Regions from separate parts of the Mus musculus genome. Here regions 1, 2, 3, 5 and 6 are each linked to region 4. A link is a contact called in public promoter capture Hi-C data. All regions are on one chromosome and are shown on one strand. The core of a region is the stretch at or near the end of the contact, and the rest is flanking DNA. Distances in the headings are between cores, read along the strand shown.

Region 1 (3,129 bases), core at 72-2,571, 6.5 Mb before region 4:
ACTGTTGGTTCCCATCTATACCTCTTTTCTTGTTTTTGAATTGTCACTTCCTTAAAGTAGTTGCTGAAAACTAAACATGAGCTTCTTATCTTCTTACACTTGTCAGTTTCTTTCACCAGACCCTCAGCTTAAAAAAAAAAAAAAAAAAAAAAAAAAAAAAAAGAAAAAATAAAGGTTGAAAAGGATTGGTGAGATGGCTCAGTGGGTAAAGGTGCCTGCTACCAAGCCTGAGTTTGATTGATCTTCAGGATTCATATGTTGGAAGAAGGGTAGCGATCCGGAAAGGTACTCTCTGTCCTCTACAAGCAGGCAGTGGCACACACGTGCATGCCCCCCCCCCCCCAAATGTAATAGTATTGTTTTTTAATTAAAAAGCCTCAATCTGGCTTGCCAGTTCCTGGTTCAGAAATCGGTTTGTTTGTTTCTTCTATTGTAACCACCCTCTTGGGCAGTCCTCCAACTCCTCCCGAAACTCAATGATATTTGAGAACAAACGTCTCACCACTAGCCGACCCCTGAGCCGACTCAAAAGTTGAAAAGAAGCCTTTACTCACATGGGGCCAGGTTGTTGGAAGCGTGGAAGCCATACTGTCCTCCATGTTCTCTCCCAGGAGTAGGCAGAATGCTGACGAAACCTAAAGTGGAAGAGGGGGGCACTAAGGAATGTGCCCAGCGGCTCCCCCACCTCTGCCCATATCCCACCCCTCAGCAGGACATGACCAGTCCACCCCAAAATTGCAAAGTGCCCAGTGAATCCTCTTCCCGACTCCCATAAGCCTACAAGACAGGTTCCCCTCTAACCGAGAGGGGACAGCTGATGTCATCTAATCCAAAAGGCGGTTGGTTTTCTTAAACTGTGGTCCTTATTTAGAACGCGATGTCTTCCTTAGGATTTGTTCGGACCCACGACTACACACCTTCTCCCGGGTCCGTAGAAGTGGCGCCACAAACGAAGCCGACACTGGGTTCCAGAGGTTGCAAATAAAACAGAAGATGGGTGCTGCCCCCGACGGGCTTTCACGCAGCGCTACGATTGCGGAAAGACACAATGGCGCTCGCCCGTCGGTCTTGTCCCGAACTGCGCCAGCTCACGAGTCCGGACTACAACTCCCAGACGCCCCCGCGGACGTCGAGCGGCAGCAGTTAGGCGGCGTTTGTCCTGTTGGCGGGCGAAGCCGAAGTCCGAAAAGTGTGTTATTGACTGCTAAAGAACTAGGATGCAGCTTTTGAAGAAGGATACTAAGACGCTGAGCACCAGTACCTCTGTGGACAGAGACCGAGGCTAGGAGAGAATCGAACCCACTAACAGGAGCAAAAGAACTTGGACAAAACGGAAGCTAGGCATGGGCAAGGGGGTGGGCCGGAAGTGCTGGTGTTAGGTCGGCTGAGCGAGGCACGCCGCGTAGCAGAGCAAGGAAGGCGGGACGAGGGGACAGATGGAACCTACGGCTCTACTAGTGTAGAGGGGGAGGGAATCCGGATTGGGGCTGTCTGTGGGTCGGAGGCAAGAGAAGACAAAGTCATTTAACGGAGTTTACTGTGGGGAAGGAGAAAAGGATGCAATCTTACTGAAGTTTCACCGGTACCCTTAAAGGGAGAGGAAGAAAGGAGTAACTGTAGAAACAGAAAGCCATTAGGCATCGGAATTAAAAGTACTCAAATTTCCATGAGAGGACAGGCGTTTGCGTCCAGATTAGTAGAGTGGGCAGGGTTGTGTGGTCTGGGCAGGGTGGTGTGGGCTTATAACGTTTAGGTGGGAAGTATGGAGACCTGGTGGACTTAAAATATGGTAGGCTACACTAAATGTCCTCTCTAGTTTTCCCCAGCAGAGGAAGGGATGTAGTGAGAATCCTGGAATTTTGGTTTCTTGGAAGAACAAACAAATATTATAAAATAATATTTTGTTTGATTCCAGGTATAGGGATGTGGGGCTGCTTCAGACTGCCTGTAGCAGCTGACCGTGATTTGTTTTGTGCTCTAGCAGAATCGTGGTTCTGTCTGTAGCAGATAGTTTTTTGTGATTGTGTTATATTTGGAATTCTGAGAACTTTTCAGAGAGTATATTAATGTTAGGGCCCGATAGGCTAGGGGCTGGGCTGGACCAGTTGGTTGTATAGGGAGGAGGTTGGTTGTGGTTTCGTAGTAGCTGAGGTCAAAGGAGAAGCAAAAGAAAAGAAATCAGATTCAGGGATTTCCTAATTCCTCTCTCCCCTCTATTCCTGTTTCTTTCCAGTCTAGTGTTAAGGGGTAAAAAGGGGGCATGGATAAAGATGGGAGGAAGAGGAGAACCCACAAAGTTGCAAAGACCAGCTACAAAGGGACATGGAGGATCAGAGATGTATGAGGAAAACTAAAATTACACTCAGTCCCAGGGATGCTAACTGTAAATATCCATACATGTGGAGAGCTCTTGGGACTGCTTCTAGGAATTGGGCAGGAATTTGACATTAGGCTAGGACACGGAAGTAGGCTCAGGCAAGAATTTGACTTGGGGCTAAGATCAAGATCTTGATCGTTTTGTAAGTCCCTGAATACCACAGGACTTTGTTTATTGCCTTGTTTGTACCTTGACTTAGAACTGACCTTATTCTTTGCATGTACTTAGAATAGACTAGAAAAAACAGACTAGAGAAAAATAAACCCACTTCAGGCTCAGCAGGGGCTTGAGTCCTGTTATAATGTTGTCTAATTGTCTTTTTCTTTTCAATCTTCACTCCCTCCCTTGAGACCCTGCTGACTGACTGAGCTTGTTGGTTACACACAGGGGCTGATTTGTATGGTACACATTGAGAGGCTGTGGGTTCTGGTAATGCCAGTTATTAGCTAACCTGTGACTAGGTTTGTTCCTAATGGCAGATTAGATCAGGGGGAACTTGAAGTCTGCCTCTGACCATAATTGGGTATGTTTGTAACTCTCTAGACAGCTCAGAACAACAAAGAATTCTGCTGTGTTCCTTATACTGTTTAGTATCCTATTCCTAAGGTCTCTTTATATCCTGTTCTGATTGATGTAGTCTTTGTATTACTTGGGGTCCAGACATTCTGATGTTCTCATAATGCCTAGAGCCTATTGACCTATCCTTCTCAACCCAAGGTTTGTGTATTCCTTTACGCTTTCTAAGTAGGGTC
Region 2 (3,160 bases), core at 104-2,603, 6.7 Mb before region 4:
ACAGAGAGAGAGATTTGCGGTGGAACTTCAGCTGAGAAAGAAGGTCACCTGGGTGCTTTTTCTACCTCTCTGAGCTAGGTTTTCACCCCAGCATCTGGCTTCCACTACCTCAAGGAAAACAGAAAGGTAGCAAAAGGTAGTTTCAGGAAGATGCAACAAATGAATCTAAATGAATCTGAAATAAAACAAAAGGTTAGGTGTAGGGATAAAGAGATATTTAGCTACCTTCCAGGTGATGGCTGGGCAGAACTCATTTGCAACCTGTCAGCTTCTTTTTTTGTTTGTTTGTTTGTTTTGTTTTGTTTTGTTTTCCAAGACAGGATTTCTCTGTATAGCCCTGGCTGTCCTGGAACTCACTCTGTAGACCAGGCTGGCCTCGAACTCAGAAATCCGCCTTCCTCTGCCTCTCAAGTGCTGGGATTAAAGGTGTGCGCCACCACGCCCGGCTACCTGTCAGCTTCTTGTAAGTCAATTTCTACCAGAATAGTGTTACGACTTCAATCACAGATTTAAAAAATGGGGGAGGAGAGGTAATGTTTAAGTAGTCAGGTGTCGCAATATTGTTTGGTAAATGATGCTAGGAAACTAGAGGACTGGTCCCCGTCCTCTTTCTGGTGTGTTGTCATTTTTTGTGTGAGTTTTCTCTGAAAATGTTTCCCCCACACGCACATCTAATTTTTTGTTGCCATCCCTCAGTCTTTGAAACCTATCAGTCCGTTTTACCGTATCTCTATTAACATCTTTACTATATCTCTAATTTCTCCCCACTTACCTTTGTACTCTGGGTTGGCCCCTAGAGTTTCGATGTCTCACTTTCCTAATCCCAATCCCTTTCTGCTTCTCTCTTCTTCCTAAATTTTCTGACATGACTCAGGTTCTAACTCTGATTCTAATGACTAACCCTCCCCCCTTTTCATTCATACCTATGTGTGTTCACTTATATTCAGTCTCTCCTAGCATCCAGTCTCCCCCTCACAATTTTCCCACCCCTCTCATCCTCTCCCCCGACTCTGTATGGGGCTATCTCTGCCTTCCTGTATAGACATCTCGTTGGGTATTTGTGTCCCTGTCCCTTCCCCTTGGCTTCGCCACAGATCCTGACCTTTCTTAAACCAAGTAGTGCGGTCGTTACCTAGGATACCACCAGGTTTGGTCCCTTAGTTACCATGGAGTCCCGCTCACTCCTACCCACCGCGCAGAAATACAAAAGAGATCCGGTGGTGCTGCGTTTGCGCACCCACACAGCACCCTCCAAACTACGACTCCCAGAAAGCATTTTGCTAAGCCTTTCTTTCAGTGGTTCCGCAGGTAGCCCAGCGGACGCTCTTTTTCGAACCCGTCGTTGCCATGGAGACGGGGAGACGGCGTCCTAGTGAGAGCGGTGATTGGTGCAGAACCCTGCAAATCCCTGGAAGGCCGGTAGAGAACTGACATTTAAAAAAAAAAAAAAAAAAAAAAAGTGGTGGGGGCATGCGCAGTCTGGAAGGTGGTGCTTGAATCCGTTGCCCCCCGAGAGGATTGTGCACGTCGTCGGGGCCCTGACGCCTGAATTCGTGGCCGGGAGTGTGGGAAGAGACGTCCAGGAGTGCGAGCTGATTATTGCAACCAGCGCAATCCCCTAGGGACGGGAAGAAGGGTAGAAACGGAGGCTGGGGTGGGGGAAGGGCAGAAGGGCTTGGAGCTGCGCGCAAAGCAGTCTGGGATATGTAGTTTGATATGGAGCAAGCGAACGAGAGTGCGCATGTTCACGAGGGCACAGCCTCCCTCGGAGCATTGAAGGAAGGCTGGGAGTCCCTTCACCTCAAGGCCTAGGGAGGAGTCTGGGTAGAGTGGACTCTGGGATTCCAGCTGTCTAGCTAGACCCGGAGCGCCGGTAGGGGGTCCAGGAACTCCCAGCAAACCGGCCCTGTGCTGACGCGCTACCGCGCTGATCGCCACAGGTGCCACGGCGACCGGACACATTGGCACCCTAAAGCGAGGATGCTCACTTAGACTTCTGGGAAATGTATTTCCGGAACCTCTTCTTGCTTTATGGCTGTTCCAAGTTTCTCTCAGGGTTTCGAGTTGACTTAGCACCCTAAAGAGCAGAGGTGTAACCCACAGAAATCAAGCTGCCTCTAAGCTGATGCCACTGCAATAGTAAATTTAGATTTTCACAAAGTCCCAGTTGCAGAAAGTATCATGGGAGAAGTCAGTCCTTTTTACAAGTGAGGAAACTATAGCTGACATAGGCACAGCAAAAGTAGTACCCTTGCAGACTGTTGGTCTAATGAGTTGAGAGCCTTTAAGGGTACCCAGAAGTCCCAGTCACCTCCCAACCAACTAAACTAGAGAGCTGAAGACTTGTATCGCTGTTGGATGTGATGAGTTGGCTTCTGGTATTGGAGATATATGGAAACCTGTTGGCCTGAGAGAAGCTGAGATGGGGGATTGGGTGGAGTAGGGCTGTCCCCTTGATACCACATTGGGAAAGGAATGTTGGGGCCTGAGAGAGAGGCCAAGTCCAAGACTGGGTAGAAAACATTAAGGGACTTGTTTGTTCCACCGCAAAAGGCTGTCCACAGGGACTCTTATTGGGAGTCCAGGAGGAGGCAGCAGTGGTACTGATGTCTGGGTGCAAGTAGAGATGCAGCTATAGAAAAGAATAGGATGTAGGGAAGAGAAATGTTTCTAAGCTTAAGCAACAGCCTGTATTTAGAACAGAGTAAGCTACCAGACACTATATAGGCCCGGCGGAAATGAGGTCTACAAAGCACATGGCTCATATAGAGTTCCCACGGATCTCTGGGGTGTGGCTGGCCTGTCAGTGCCTGTTCCCTCGGGTGTCCTCTTCATGGCGAAGGTCTCGGATGAAAGGACACAGCATGGCACTCAGTCAGCATTCGCTGCCCCTGGCTGTCCTTATTACACATGCCTTGTACTATTCCTTCCCTAGGGACAGACACTGGCCTCAAAGACCGGATCTGGTACTCCTGATGAGACCCACTGTGCTGGGCTCCTCGGGCTGTGCACCCCCAGAAAATGAGCCTGCTCTGGTGAAGCTGGAGGACTCTGACAGCGACGATGAGAGAGAAGATATATTGTGGGACCCAGGCCTTGAGGCTGCACGTCTACGCTTCCGGTGCTTCCGGTATGAGGATGCAATAGGTCCTCAGGAAGC
Region 3 (3,098 bases), core at 525-3,024, 6.9 Mb before region 4:
GAATTGCCTGCAGGTTGAGCAGATAGCTCCAGGGATGCAACTTTCAGAAGTCATCACCCATGCTGAAGTGAGCTTAGGAGTGATGTAGTTGCCTCTGATGCATCAGCTTTCCTATAGGTAACACCATATAACTCAATTGTTTTACTAAGCTAAATTTTGGTGGAATCATTTCTTTGGCTTGTCATCAATGCCCTTATCTGGGGTGAATGTTAGCTCTCATTTTCCCAGGAAACATCACAACACAAAGTGCCTTGAGCATGGCAGGGGCCTTACATAATACTTCTCTGCATGTTGGCAGCAGAAGTCTCTCCTTTCCTCTCTTGCTCTTTTTTTCTCATCAGTTGTACCTGAAAAAGAAATCCAAAGACCAGCTAAGGATATTGGCTGTGCCAGAGACTAAGACTTGGGGGAAAGGGGAACACAACTCTTAAGGAAATAAAAGAACAAGTGTATTCAGGGACTGCCGAGACGGCTCAGTGGGTAAGAGTGCCTGCTGTTAAAAAGAGAGAGAGAACATGAGTTTGAATCTCCAGCACCCATGTTATAATAATAATAATAATAATAATGTCAGGCAGGCATGGTTGTACATGCCTGTAAACCCAGCATTATGGGATAGATACAGGTGGATCTATCTTAATGGTGACTGCTCTCCATAGAATGAGAAAATTTTACTGACATTTATTTTTTTTCACATTTTTATTCTTTGAGAGTTAAGTTTCGTTATCTGCCCCCTTCCCCTTTATATTACTGAAGATAGAACCCAGGCAGGGTCTGTTGCTGCTAGGAAAACACTGTACCACTAAGCTATATCTGAAGCCTTCCTTGGCTGCCAAATGCCAAAGGCCAGCTTCCCTTTCCAAATGTCCATCCTCACCCTGACAACTTCCCTCTGTCCTCCCTGTTCAAGTTTCTCTGCCTCTTCAACTCCATATACACTAAGCAACAAGACCTGACCCTCCCCTAAGTGTCTGCAGATCTCCAGTCTTATCCCATCCGTGCCCCTTCTGGCAGCCAAGCTCACCTTTTCCCTGGCTCCTGACACTCATCGCGCCAAGCTTCTCTAGTCTTCAAATCGGACCACTATCTGACCAATGACGTCACCTTGCTTTCATTACAAGCGTCCCATAACACCAAGCATCCCACACCGATTGATAGCAGGCGTCCAGGGTGAAACACCACACTCAAGCCTTCCTTTCCGGCCCCAGGCCGCCCCTCTTCTCTTGGCGCCACTAATTCTGATGGCCACGCCCACCGCCAGGCTTTCTCCCTAGTCACGCCCTTCCAAGCCGCCACCAGTCCTCCGCAGACACCAAAACTCCTGCGGCCTTGGTCAACCAGTCAATCAGTCAGCCAGTCAGCCAGTGGCTCTCCCTGTACACGGCTCCTTGCTGCCCTCTCTCCTGCGCCCTCGGTCGCCGCGACGTCCCCATTCCCGTTCCGCTGGCCGCACCCGGAACCTGCAAAGCTCACTGGCGACAAGCGCTCGGCACTCTCGCCGACCCCAGCCCCAAGCCCGTGCCCACGTCCCCACTTGCCTCTCCAAATCACTTTGCCGGACGCCGCCACACTCGCTCACTCGCTCGCTCGCTCGCTCAGAGACGCAAACCCGAAATCCCCAAATTCGCGCCACACAGATTTCGCGCGCACTTTGGCGGGAGGGGGCGGAGACGAGCAAGGGCGGGGGCCTGCGAGTAGCGCGTGCCGCAACTATCGCCCGGAGGCTGCTGGGAGTTGTAGTCTCTAGAGCGTGAGGCAGCCTAGAAATGGGACAGAGTGGGGAGAGGGAGGGGCGCTGTCCCGCACAGCATGCTGGGAAGCGGCCCCAAGCCTGTCCTCCCTGTGGATGAGCCGGTGAGCCTGCGAGGTCGTAAGGGTGACAGTCGGGGAGAAGAGAAGGGTTGGTGGAAAGCCACCTTGCCAGGCACTAGGGGAAGAAAGGCGGGATACCGCGCGGGGCATCCCGGGAGCAAGGGCCGGGCTGGGCTTGGGCGCGAGGCATTGTGGGAGGTGGACGCCGCTTTGGGTTGGGTAGGTGAGTTGAGGGGGAGGGGGCCGGAAGGGTGCACAGCTTTAGGAGTGGAGAAGCACCGCTATGTGGGATGGTCAGGCCGGGAGGAGCAGCGGAGAGACAGGTTGAGAGAGTCTCGAGAGGTGGGAACTGGATAAAAGGGGCTGTGCAAGGGACAAGAGGCTCAGCGGGACGTGGGGGCCCGGGGGAGCATTAGTAGTGAAGAAGCCCATCTGAGGACAAGGCGCCGTGTCCAAAACGAAGATACACATTGAGAATAGTAGCAATTTCTGGGAAGAGGGGACTGCAACTTGGCCCAGGAGGAGAATAAGTCTTAGGAGTATGGACCAAAGATGACTATTGGTGACACTTCTGAGTTGAATTTGCCACAAGTGGGCCACACCCCTGTAGGCGAATGATCCCTGACTGGACATGGGCAGCACATCTGGAGATAAGAGCATCTCTGGGAAGCAAAAAACACAGATCAAAGTAGCAGTTCAAGGCAGTCATATCTGAGGGGCAACAGCTGCACATTTGATACACCTAGGGAGAAGAAAGGTGTATGAGGATTATGACTGGGATGAGAGATTCATGCCTTAGCTATGAGAGTAGATATGAGTTACACTCAAATGTAGACTTGTGGGAAAGGGAGCTACAGATGAATGGGACTACTAGATATTATCACCAGGCATAGGACTCACATCTGGAAGAAGGAGAAATCTTAGCAAGAAGCTGGGAATACATTTGCAAAGATGCTCACAGCTGAGCTAAAGGCAAGATATGTAGAACTGATTCCATTTGTACCTAGAGGTCACATCTAAGGCAACTGGAACTAGGATTGAAATTGATTAAATGCCAACTGAATCTGGGAAGGCAACAGGTGAACCACAAAAATGGGATGGAGATTCCTATCTGGAAAGCAAACAATGAAACCACTTTGATTTGTCTGAGACGTACCTGAGGCAGCAGTAGCTGATAAGACAGTCTGATGATGAAATTGTGGTAACCCAGGTGGAGATGGGTCTGATGTCCAGCTCTTCTCCCCACTTCTACTCAAGGTCCCAGGATGGAGCTGACAGAGCCCTTACCG
Region 4 (3,394 bases), core at 750-3,249:
TGACATCTTCATGAATTCTGCATTGGAGTTGTCCTTTCAGTTAACCCTCACTTCCTATATCCTCTAACATCTACCAGGAGACACTGTGACTATGGCACTCCTGTAAGAGAAAGTATTCCACTGAGGCCTGCTTAATTTCAGAGGTTTAGTTCATTATCATCAGGGTAGGGACATAGTGGCACACAGGCAGACAGACAGACAGACAGACAAAGTTCTGGGGAAGTAACTGAAAGTTCTACACCCAGAACCACAGGCATCAGGAAGAAAGAGCCACTGGGCCTGGCTTGGGCGTTTGAATCCCCAAAGCCTACCTCCAGTGACATACTTCCTCCAGTAAGGCCACACCTACCCCAACAAGACTACACCCACTCCAACAAGGCCACACCTTCTAATTCTTCTCAAGTAGTAGCCTGATGACTAAGCATTCAAGTATATGAGCCTATGAGGGCCATTCTTATTCAAACCAGCACATTTCACTCCCTGGCCCCCTTAGGCTTGTAGCCATATCATAATGCAAAAATGCACTCAGTTCAACTTCAAAGGCCTTCATAGTCTATCACAGTCTCAACACTAAAGTCCAAAGTCAAAATCTCTTCTGAGACTCATGCAATCTCATAACTGTAGCCCTGTAAAGTCAAAATTAAAAAGCAGATCACATGCTCGCAACATACAATGCCAAAGCATACACATTATTTCCAAAAGTGGGGCTGGAGAAATGACTCAGCAGTTAGGAACACTGGATGTTCCTCTAGAGGACTGGGGTTCAATTCCCAGCACCCACATGGCAGCTTACAACTGCCTGTAACTCTAGTTCCAGGAGATCCATGCCTCCAGCCATGCATTTGGTGTACATATTTGTGCATGCAGGCAAAATATCCATACAAGCAAAAATAAATAAATCTTTAAAAATAAAAACACATTCCAAAAGGGAGAGAAAGGAGCACAATAAGAAAATCAATACTGGACCAAAGAACAAAGACGGAAAACAAGCAGGGCAAACTCTAAATTCTGCATCTCTGTGTCATTCAGATCTCCGAATCCTTTCAGCTTTGCTGACTGCCACGTACTTCTCTGTCTTGGGCTGGTTCCACACTCAGGCTGCAGCTACCCCACGACTCTAGTATCTCCAACATCTTGAAGTCTCCAACACAATCCTATCTTCACTTTACCCACTTCCCTCAACGGCCTCTCAGGATTTCTATGCAGGGATACAATACTCCTGTCAGAAAGCTCTTTGAATCCTTTCCTTTTGAGTCGCTATGGACACTTCATCACGTAAGCATGGCTGTGTAAATCATTTATCTGAGTGTGGGTTGCACACGCCTGTAATTACAGCACTTGGAAGGCTGAGTTAGGAAGATCAGAGTTCCAAACTCATCCTCTACTTACATAAAGAGTTTGAGGACTGCTGGATTACATGACATTCTGTCTCGAAACATCAACAAAAGGACTGGCATCTGGTGATCAACCTCAGCTCCTGTCCTCTCCTGGATGGGGTTTGGGACTGATCCTCTAATCCCGTTTAGCGTCTGCGATGATCAGCACCGACTCTGAAACTACCTTGAGTCTTGTCAGCCATCAATCAAGAGCAGTCAACAAGGTATTTATTACTTTGGAGATTCCAAGCATTTAAGTGCTGTAATGCAGATCACTGGAAGACACACTTATCATCATACATTTCACAGTTCTCTCACAATCACAGCACTTATTTCTCTCAGACTCTGTCTCCCTCTCTCACACCGAAAACTTACAGCCCAGTTCCTTTCACACACGCACGGGCCTGGCACACCCAAGCACAGACTTAGATCCGGACGCCCAGTCGTCTGAGCTTTCGTGCCCCCTAGATTCCACGCAACCGCCTGCCTACCTCCAGACAGAAAACACAGGGACCACGAGGATCTCCCCTGCCCGCAGCGCTCGGGCTCCCACTCCCTAACAAGCGCCCGCTAGCTGCCTTACCCAGACGCTGTCAACCGAGGAACGCTGGGAGGTTTCCTACAAGCTATGTGTGCGCAAGCGCAGCCTCTGCCAGCGACGACCTAAGAGCTTAATCTGAGAAAGGTGGGGCTGAAGGGGCGTGTACTCAGCGAAGTCTGCGATGAGAAGCGGGTACTACGGAGAACAGTTTCTTAGACTGAGGGTGAAGGCAAAGCTAAGCAGAGAAGAGCAAGGGTCTCAGAAGTTTGATGTGAGGGGCTGGGCTTAGATAGGAAGGTTCCCAGAAGAAACTGGAGTAAGGGGCGGGGCTTGGTGGAGAAGGGGCGTGTTCTCAGCAGAGTCCCTGGAGAGGGCGGTACTAAGTGGGTAAGGGGCGGGAGCTTATCCGTATTAGGTGAGGGGCGGGGTTATCAAGTAGGGCGGGTTCTCAGCTCTGTGTGAGGTGAGGTGAGGGCAGGGATTAGAGGAGGGGCGGGTTCTCAGAAGAATCCGAGGTGAGGGCGGGGCTTAGCAAGAACGGTTGGTCTCCGCCTCCGGAGGTGAGGGCGGAGCTTGGAGGAGAAGGGGCGGGTTCTCAGCGGCTCGTGTGAGGGCGGTGCTAAGCATTGAAGGAGTGGGTTCTCGGCAATCTGAAGGGGCGGGGCTTAGCCAGTAGGGCGGTTCTCCTCACAGTCAGAGGTGAAGGCGGGGCTTGAAGAAGGGGCGGGTTCTCAGCAGATTCTAGAGGGCGGGACTTAGTATAGAAGGGGCGGGTTCTCAGCAAAATCTAGAGGGCGGCGGGGCTTGAGGCGAAAGAGCAGGTTTTCAGCGTAGTGCATGGTGAGCCTGGCGCTAAGCAGAAAAGGGGAGGGTTTACAGCATTCTGAGATGAGGGGCAGGGCTTAGCAAGTAGGGAGGTTCTCCCCGCAGCCCGAGGTGAGGGCGGGGCTTGAAGGAGAAGGGGCGGCTTCTCAGAGGAGTCAGAGAAAAAGGGCAGAATTTGAGGAGAAAGGCACCATTTAAGACTGTTTGCAGAACGGATTGGAGCTGTGACAGTGTGTGGCTGAGTGCGTGATTATACAGAAGGGTTGCCCAGGATTCCTAGCCGTGTCGGTTAGGGCGAGTCTTGCGCCAGCTCTTTGTTAGGCTCCCCACCCTTTCGTGAGGCTTCCCTCACACTCTTTTGTGAGCCTCCTTGATGTCACTGTCCCTTACTTAACCAAGCTCGATCTTTATTGTTAGTTTTTGAGATTATAATTTTTGTAGAGGGAGATTTGAGGTGGTTAGCCCAGACTAACCTCCGAAATGGGTAACTCTTGATCTTTCTGTATCCATTCGTTTTCTTCCAAATTGAAATCAATGGTGTGAGCCCCCACGACGCAAGGCTTGGAAGTTTGATCTTTGCGGGAAAGCTTTGCTACAATAAAAACAGCCACTATTCTACATCTGATTGTCTCCTCCCTCCCACTCATGTTGA
Region 5 (3,450 bases), core at 531-3,030, 6.6 Mb before region 4:
ACTGACTTCCTCCTTCACACTGCAACTGATCTGGGTAGATCGATCTATCCCGGCCTTCAGCGGTGCCTCCGCAAGGCCTGCCTTGGAGGACTCCGTTGCTGCTGAGATGTGGTGACTCCCTGAGGACTCCTTCTGGACTAGAGGAAGCATCTTTGGCTTCAGGATGTGGGCTGTGATCTGAAGAGAATCATGTCACAGGGGCTCTCCCTTCGATCTGTCCTTCTAAGAAGCTAATGTCATTTCACTCACCCAGCCCAGCAGCTGCCCAGGATCATGCTGCAGCCCCTCAACAAGAACTGCGGCCTCCTCGGGGCTTCCTGGTCGCTGCCCTCGAACCCAGGCCTGGATCTCAGGGGGCAACACACCCAGGAACTGTTCCAAAATCAGCAACTCTATTATGTGTTCTTTGGAGGATGACTCAGGCTGTAGCCACTGGTGACACAACTCTCGAAGCTGGGCCAGTGCCTCTCGGGGTCCCTCAACCTCCTCATAGCAGAAACCCCGGAAACGGAGTCGTGCAGCCTCAGGCTCCTCAAGGGTGGTCCTGGAGTCTCTGAGGGATAGGTGTGGGGTACCCCGAGGAGATGGCATTCTTGTTTTGAAGGGTCTTTTTGGAGGTGACAGAGGGACCTACAGAAAAGGAAGAATGTCATCTAAGGTCAGAAGACACACACCAGACCCCTCCTAGAAGCCGGAAAAGAGAACCCTGAGGCCAGGAGAACTTCAAAGAAGGTCATGGGAGGTGCAGCCCCACAGCAGTTGAGCAGCTGTATTTTGTTTTGAAGATAAATGACTGGGTGGAATGTCCAGGGACCTTCTAGAAAACTGCAAATGACGGGCTCAAACATTTGGGTACAACACAGGGCTCCTGGGAGATGAAAGTGGCTCATCCAGTAGACAAAGGGTCAAGCAGGACACGGAGGGAAGGGGGGTGGGACCATCATCCTGGGTGACCTGGAGCCCTGAGGCTTCAGACAGGAGGCAGACCACTGTGCTAGCTGAAGAGTTGGCTCTGAGACACAGGTACAAGACCTGGGGCAGAGCTGAAAGCCTGGGTGCATTCTCAGGAGCTTATTATGGGTTGGGAGGCACAGCTCGCTGATCGCAGCTGAATTGTGGATGCCTCATACTGCCTCAGCTTACTACGCATGTGAAACCCTGAAACAAAAGCCAAAATCAAACAGCCCCGTTTTGTGTGGAGTTGTAAACTGGAACCTGTGTCCCAGCTCTTAAGATTCTGGTTTTAAATCGGCTCTCTTGGGACATCCGTCCTGCTCTGGAGAAACTCAAGAGTTGGGGTGTCAGGCTCTGACACAGGAAAGGGGTGGGTCCGACGGCTGGGAGGTGCTCTCGGTGATCCGAGGAGCCGGATTATGAAGCTGCGCCCGCCCAGCTAGGAGTGAGCTCACCTCTGACGCGTGGGAGAGCCCCAGGAGGTTGGGGCACTTCCAGGAAGTGACACCGAGCACGTCCCACTGCCACTCAGAGAACGCCCCGCCTCGCGCGTTGCCCTACCAGCCCGGCCAATCCTGCATCTGCTCCGCCGGATCGGCCCCCTTCGCTCGGACTACGTCTCCCGTGAGCCTCAGCAAGAACGACAGCACGCTTCCAAGGCCTCTCACGCGCGAGACTCTTCGCTCCTCTCCTTGGGGTCGCGTTGCTGCAGAGTTCCGGGGGGGGTTCCCACTCCTGACTTGGCAGCCGTTCTTCTCTTGCAACCGCAGCCGTAGGACTCACGTAGGACGGAGCCGACTGTGGGTTAGCCTCCTTACGCATGTGCGCAACGGACCTGGTTTCTATTGGCCAGAGAGGCATCCTGACCAATCAGAGCTAGCGCTCCCGGAAGGACTCTCGCTCCTTGTGTCTCCTAGGTAACAGCTAGCGCACAACTTAGGGCCTCTTGCTGTTCTCTGAGTTAAGCTGTAAGGGTCCCCCTGCCTCGGAGAAGGCCTAGGTGGAGGCTCCTTGGCCTCTTGAGTCCAGACTGTTCTAGACAATCCCGTTGGGAATCCAGGTGAAAGGCGGTGGTGGGCGAGAAAAACTCAGTATGGCCTCCATCGGATCTCCGTTAAGCTCCCTGGATATTGTGGAGACAGTAGGCCTACAGGTGAACAAGTGCTCAGAGGAGGTAACCATGTAATTACCAACCCTCACTAATAGTCTTCAGATAACATTACTGAAAATAAGGACGGAGGTTTCTGATTAAAATTACGAGGTATACTCAACCCTTACTTAGGAGGATGTAGTTAGACAAGATGACTTATATTTATTTTTTTTCTCCCAATGGGCAGTTGATGGCATTTTGTTTGTTTGTGGGGGAATGGGGCCTTTAAAGAATAAAAGTCCTTGGCTGTCCTGGAACTCACTCTGTAGACCCTACTAGCTAGCCTGGAGCTCACTCAATAGTTCTGCCAGTCTTTCTCCCATTCGCTGAGATTAAAGGCATGGGCCCCCATATCCGACAGTTAGAGGCTTTTTAGCTTAATTGCAGATGGGCTTAGTTTTATTTCCACATATCAAGTGGCTGGACTGTGATATAAACCATTCAATCCTGAACTCGATCTGCCTACTTGGGTTTCTTCTGCTACCCAGGAACCTTCTCCTTGGCAGCTACTGTAGAGAGCAGCGGTTCTCTACATCCAAAACTCCTGAGCAGTTCTGTCGGTAGAATTTGTCTTTTACAGATTCTCTGGACACAACTCTCACCACCTACCTATTGAGGAGAAGCGCTAAGGGGGCCTAAGGGGGTTCCCAGAAAGCTCTCTTGGAAACACCTTTGTTCTAGTGCTCACCTCCCTGCTAGGCTGGTTTCTAAGCCTTCTATGTGCCACAGGATAGACCTGGTTGAGTCTTGTGATGGTATACATCTTACCCCTGGGCTTGACATGACCATTACCATCTTTATTTCTCCCTTGTTCAGGCCATTAAATCTAAGACCACATATTTAATAGGTAAACTATCATTGAGCTAGCCCCAACTCAGTCCTTAATTATAATGGTTATATTAGGTTGGCCAATGTAACCATGAAACATTTTATCTTTTGAGGCAGGATCTAAGTTCCCCCAGGTTAGCCTCTCAGCTGTCTTAAAGTAGAGGGCCTGTGGTGACCTACTGACCTAGCTCTTAGGGTAACAAAATAAAATTTATAACAGATAGCTAGGTCTATGGTACTGGGGTGTTCAAGTTTCCTCTTGGATTGGGGAGACATTTTGGTCACCAGTCGTTCTTGCCTAACTGTGTGTGATCTTTTTTTTTTTTTTAAATATTTATTTATTATATGTAACTATACTGTTACTGTCTTCAGACACTCCAGAAGAGGGCATCAGATTTCATTTCAGATGGTTGTTAGCCACCATGTGGTTGCTGGGATTTGAACTCAGGACCTTTGGAAGAGCAGTCAGTGTTCTTAACCACTGAGCCATCTCTCCAGCCCATGTGTGATCTTAGAAA
Region 6 (3,390 bases), core at 831-3,330, 6.7 Mb before region 4:
CAGCCTGGTCTACAGAGTGAGTTCCAGGACAGCCAGGGCTACAGAGAAACCCTGTCTCGACACCCTCCCCCCCCCCAAAAAAAAAGAGAGAGAGAGAAGAAAAAAAACTCTCCTGACTTTTTCTTTGGTCTAAAGCCAGGTGCCAGAGAACCACCAACTGCAAAGATGGAAGTCACTTCGTTCTAGCCTTTACTAGCTGCTTATGCTAAGTGACCCACTACCAGGACCTACACCCCTCCATGAGACTTCCTAGTACCAATGGTAGCAGATGCCCTACACACCCTCTGCCTGAGGCCTTTCCCTTTCCACCTAAACCTCCAAAGTCTGCTCCTGAAACCCAAGCATTTCTGAGTTCTGTGTCAGGTTCCTGAAAATCCTCTTTGTTCTATCCATCAAGTATGCATTTTAGTCAACCAAGACAGAGGCAGTTCCAACAGCCTACAAATCCAACATACCTGTGGAGCGCACAGTGTGGTCCTTGGTGTATTTCACCCGCTGGTGAGCCTCCACACAGGTCTCACAAAGTGGTTCAGAGCACTCCACACAATAGCTAGTGGCTGGGGCATTATCTTCACAGCTAGTGCAGCACTGTGAGTGATAGAAAGGTGGGGGGTTAGAACAGGCAGACCTAACCCAGCAGACCTGTATTTACTTGCCAGTAAACACAAGCTAAAATTCATACAATGCACTCAAATCTGTGCCGCCCTCCCAGACACTGAGACCGCATAAGGATACAATCCAAACTAGTGAAGATGGTGAGAGGCTCTGGAAAAGGTCACGCTTCCCTCTTCCCCAAGATTTCCCACAGGACATACCTGGTTAGCATCCTGGGAATCAGAAGAGGCCTTACTGCCACTATCACGCATAAAATAATTCTCCACGATGTCTTTGGAGTAGCACTGCTGTTTGCACACTGGACAATCCACCACTGCCAAGATAAAAATGGGAATGCATGCACACCCTCTGATTTCTTGACATCTCCCATCACATTCTGCACCTCGGTGTCCAGACCTGGTAACGGGCATTGGCAGAGGCCAGGACCCGTTCCCCGCCCCCTCTTAAACCAGCAGGCCTACTTAACCCTACCCGGGCCCCCATACTCTCGCACAGGCGCAGTCCCGAGCACGGGCTGCGAGGAGGGGGAGGGGCACCTGGCCACCCAGTACTCACTAGCGCCGTCGCCCGCCGAGCCGCCATCCCCCGAATTATTCGCTGCGGCGGGTGTAGCGGGGCCCAGGCAGGCACTGCAGGCCGAATGTAGACAGGGCAGCAGCCGAGGATCCCGCTCGGGCCGCAGGCGCTCGCGACACACGCCGCAGTGCTCCAGAAGCTCCTGCGCCTCGCCACCGCCCCCCGCAGGGGACGACGCGGCTGCAGAGGCCGCCGCGGCTGAGGAAGCAGCCGGACGCTTCTCACCGCCCGCCGAGCCCTCGCCCGACCCTGGGCTACCAGAGGCCGCCGAGGCGGCCGTCGCGGCCGAGGCCGCTGCAGTCGCTGCCGCCGAGGCCGCCATTCACACGCCGCCGGGGGGGTGGGGGGGCCGCCCAGGGGAGGAGGGGCACGGAGCCCGCTGCGCAGGCGCAAGTGCGCTCGCCGCCAACGGCCAGGCAGCCGCCGATGCCGCGAGGCCGAGCGCCGCCACGCGTCTCCTGGGCCGACGCCCGCCGCGCCCCAGGCGCTGTCGAGATGCGGCCAAGCCGCTGGCTGCGGGCCTCTGTACAGACGACGGCGCCGCCACCAGCGCCGCCTCCTCCCTCGCTTCTGAGACACTCGCGCCGCAAGACTTGCGAACAACCGCCTGACCGCGCGCCGCTCGCAGAAAGAGCCGCGGCCTGGAGGCGGGACAGAAATATCTGGCGCCGACGACGCCGCGCACGCGCGTTGGGCACCGCAGCCTGGGGGCGGGGCGCAGATTACGCACGCGCCAGGGCCCTCCCTTCCACTCGCTGCCGCCCCTCTAGATCCAGAGTAGCAATGCTGCTGGTGAGGAATTCACCCGCAGAGTGCGTGCTTGACGTCTCCCATGCCCACCGCACGGTGCACCCAGGCTGGCAACCCGCGTGCTTGAGCGCGCAGGTCCTGCAGAGCCGAACCTTAGGCCCCGCCTCCTCAGCAGGCGTGGCGACGTCTGCAGCGGCAGCCTGGCCTATAGTCGGGGAAGAGGGGCGGGACAATACAGGGTGGGCGGGGCCACGGCAGAGCAAAGCGCCGGAGCCCAGGTGGAGGGGGTGAGGGGGTCTTTGCCAGGAAGTTCCCGCCGAACGTGGAGGCGGTCTTAACCCAAACTTTCTTATTGTTAAACTCGGGAAGCAGAAAGTTGTCCAAGTCAAACCGCAGATCACAGAGAGATACTGCGAAGCCATTCTGTAAAACTCTGCCCAGTCCTTCGAAAGCCCCTTCTGTGTTAGTCCTCTGCTATACTGATTTTAGTGTGATTTCTTTTTTCTTTTTTTTTGTGTGTGTGTTAGGAGAACTGAACATTTAACGCTAAGGAATTAAAGTTGGATCTGATTGATAAATCTTATCTGAGGGAGAAATAAGACCTGGGGAGGAATCTTGACTGAGGAGCTGGACCTAGGTTGAAGAATCTGATCTAAGGTAGAGGATAGCAGGATCAAGTGCGGCTAAGCGTTTCATCTCAGAAGCAGGATCAATGTGAAAAGGCAACCTGTCCCCCTTCCCAAACACTGCCGTGCTGAGAGTGGATGCCTCTGCAGCCTTGCAGTGCACTGGCAATCCGTTCGCCAGTCTGGATCTGGGCTACAGTGAGTTGTTGCCCGCAAGCAGTTCCAAGGCTCTCAACGGCAAGAGGCTACCCCTTCCGCGCGGAACCAGGTGTTCACCCACGTGGCAGCGGAGAGACGAGGAGTATCCCGCCACTGTCCCGGGTGTGGCCTTTGTTCCCAATCAGGCTGGGGGCCCAAGGCTTTGCCCCGCCCCAGCCTTTGTTCCTTCCTCGGCAGTTCAGCGCTCACCCTTCGGCGGGCCACGCCCCCACCAGACCCAGCCTCTGGACTCTCACTTCCTACCTCAAGAAAGGAGGGTATGATCTGGAAGCTGGCAAAGCAAGCACGGGGTTGGGGGGCGGGGGGAGTGCGGGCTCCCCGTAGAAATATTTGCGGAGTATTTTCACGGACTGCTGGGACTGGACTCACCAGGATAGGGTGCCTGTGAACCACGCCTACCTCAACCCCGGGAGCAGACTTTAGGGTACCAGAGACACAAGGGCAAAGTAAATAAGTGATGGGGCCTGGGAATTTGAATGGGTGGCAGACCGCTTGCTTGCCTAGGCTGTACGAAGCTGTATCCCCACCACACCAGAACCACGGCAAGGGGTGGGAAAGAGCGGTGATGGAGGCCTGTGAGACGGCTCAGGAACACTTGCCACCA

Evidence for each region. Promoter capture Hi-C pulls out the DNA fragments that hold promoters and counts their contacts.
Region 1: a promoter capture Hi-C map of pre-B cells shows a contact between it and region 4. The contact joins the promoter of Zfp110 here to the promoter of Zfp78 in region 4. A contact is called at or near these places in 3 of 39 promoter capture datasets (cranial neural crest, pre-B cells and second pharyngeal arch cranial neural crest) and 1 of 484 Hi-C or Micro-C datasets (B cells).
Region 2: a promoter capture Hi-C map of pre-B cells shows a contact between it and region 4. The contact joins the promoter of Mzf1 here to the promoter of Zfp78 in region 4. A contact is called at or near these places in 5 of 39 promoter capture datasets (cranial neural crest, frontonasal cranial neural crest, maxillary cranial neural crest and 2 more) and 4 of 484 Hi-C or Micro-C datasets (B cells, CD4 T cells and rod photoreceptor).
Region 3: a contact with region 4 is called in a promoter capture Hi-C map of cranial neural crest. The contact joins the promoter of Zswim9 here to the promoter of Zfp78 in region 4. A contact is called at or near these places in 2 of 39 promoter capture datasets (cranial neural crest and pre-B cells) and 1 of 484 Hi-C or Micro-C datasets (rod photoreceptor).
Region 5: a promoter capture Hi-C map of pre-B cells shows a contact between it and region 4. The contact joins the promoter of Zfp446 here to the promoter of Zfp78 in region 4. A contact is called at or near these places in 4 of 39 promoter capture datasets (cranial neural crest, maxillary cranial neural crest, pre-B cells and 1 more) and 2 of 484 Hi-C or Micro-C datasets (B cells and regulatory T cells).
Region 6: a promoter capture Hi-C map of cranial neural crest shows a contact between it and region 4. The contact joins the promoter of Trim28 here to the promoter of Zfp78 in region 4. A contact is called at or near these places in 4 of 39 promoter capture datasets (cranial neural crest, frontonasal cranial neural crest, pre-B cells and 1 more) and 1 of 484 Hi-C or Micro-C datasets (muscle stem cells).

What each region holds. Positions count from the first base shown.
Region 1 is chr7:12,832,953-12,836,081 of GRCm38.p6, reverse strand. Zfp110 (zinc finger protein 110) reads right to left here and starts at 1,321. Exons shown (of 8, transcript NM_022981.5): 1 at 918-1,321; 2 at 555-635. The coding sequence starts at 599.
Region 2 is chr7:13,052,957-13,056,116 of GRCm38.p6, reverse strand. It overlaps Mzf1 (myeloid zinc finger 1), which reads left to right and starts at 1,353. Exons shown (of 6, transcript NM_145819.2): 1 at 1,353-1,636; 2 at 2,936-3,160. The coding sequence starts at 2,976.
Region 3 is chr7:13,277,397-13,280,494 of GRCm38.p6, reverse strand. It overlaps Zswim9 (zinc finger SWIM-type containing 9), which reads left to right and starts at 1,774. Exons shown (of 5, transcript NM_177312.4): 1 at 1,774-1,851; 2 at 3,067-3,098. The coding sequence starts at 3,075. It overlaps Lig1 (ligase I, DNA, ATP-dependent), which reads right to left and starts at 1,669. Exons shown (of 29, transcript NM_010715.3): 1 at 1,536-1,669; 2 at 274-347. The coding sequence starts at 290.
Region 4 is chr7:6,361,913-6,365,306 of GRCm38.p6, reverse strand. Zfp78 (zinc finger protein 78) reads right to left here and starts at 1,999. Exons shown (of 5, transcript NM_001025163.1): 1 at 1,960-1,999.
Region 5 is chr7:12,976,178-12,979,627 of GRCm38.p6, reverse strand. It overlaps Zfp446 (zinc finger protein 446), which reads right to left and starts at 1,780. Exons shown (of 6, transcript NM_175558.4): 1 at 1,516-1,780; 2 at 250-630; 3 at 1-177. The coding sequence starts at 1,776.
Region 6 is chr7:13,022,842-13,026,231 of GRCm38.p6, reverse strand. It overlaps Trim28 (tripartite motif-containing 28), which reads right to left and starts at 2,080. Exons shown (of 17, transcript NM_011588.3): 1 at 1,171-2,080; 2 at 816-928; 3 at 456-588. The coding sequence starts at 1,513. Gm31649 reads left to right here and starts at 1,643. Exons shown (of 1, transcript XM_006540453.4): 1 at 1,643-2,524. The coding sequence starts at 1,687. The coding sequence ends at 2,232.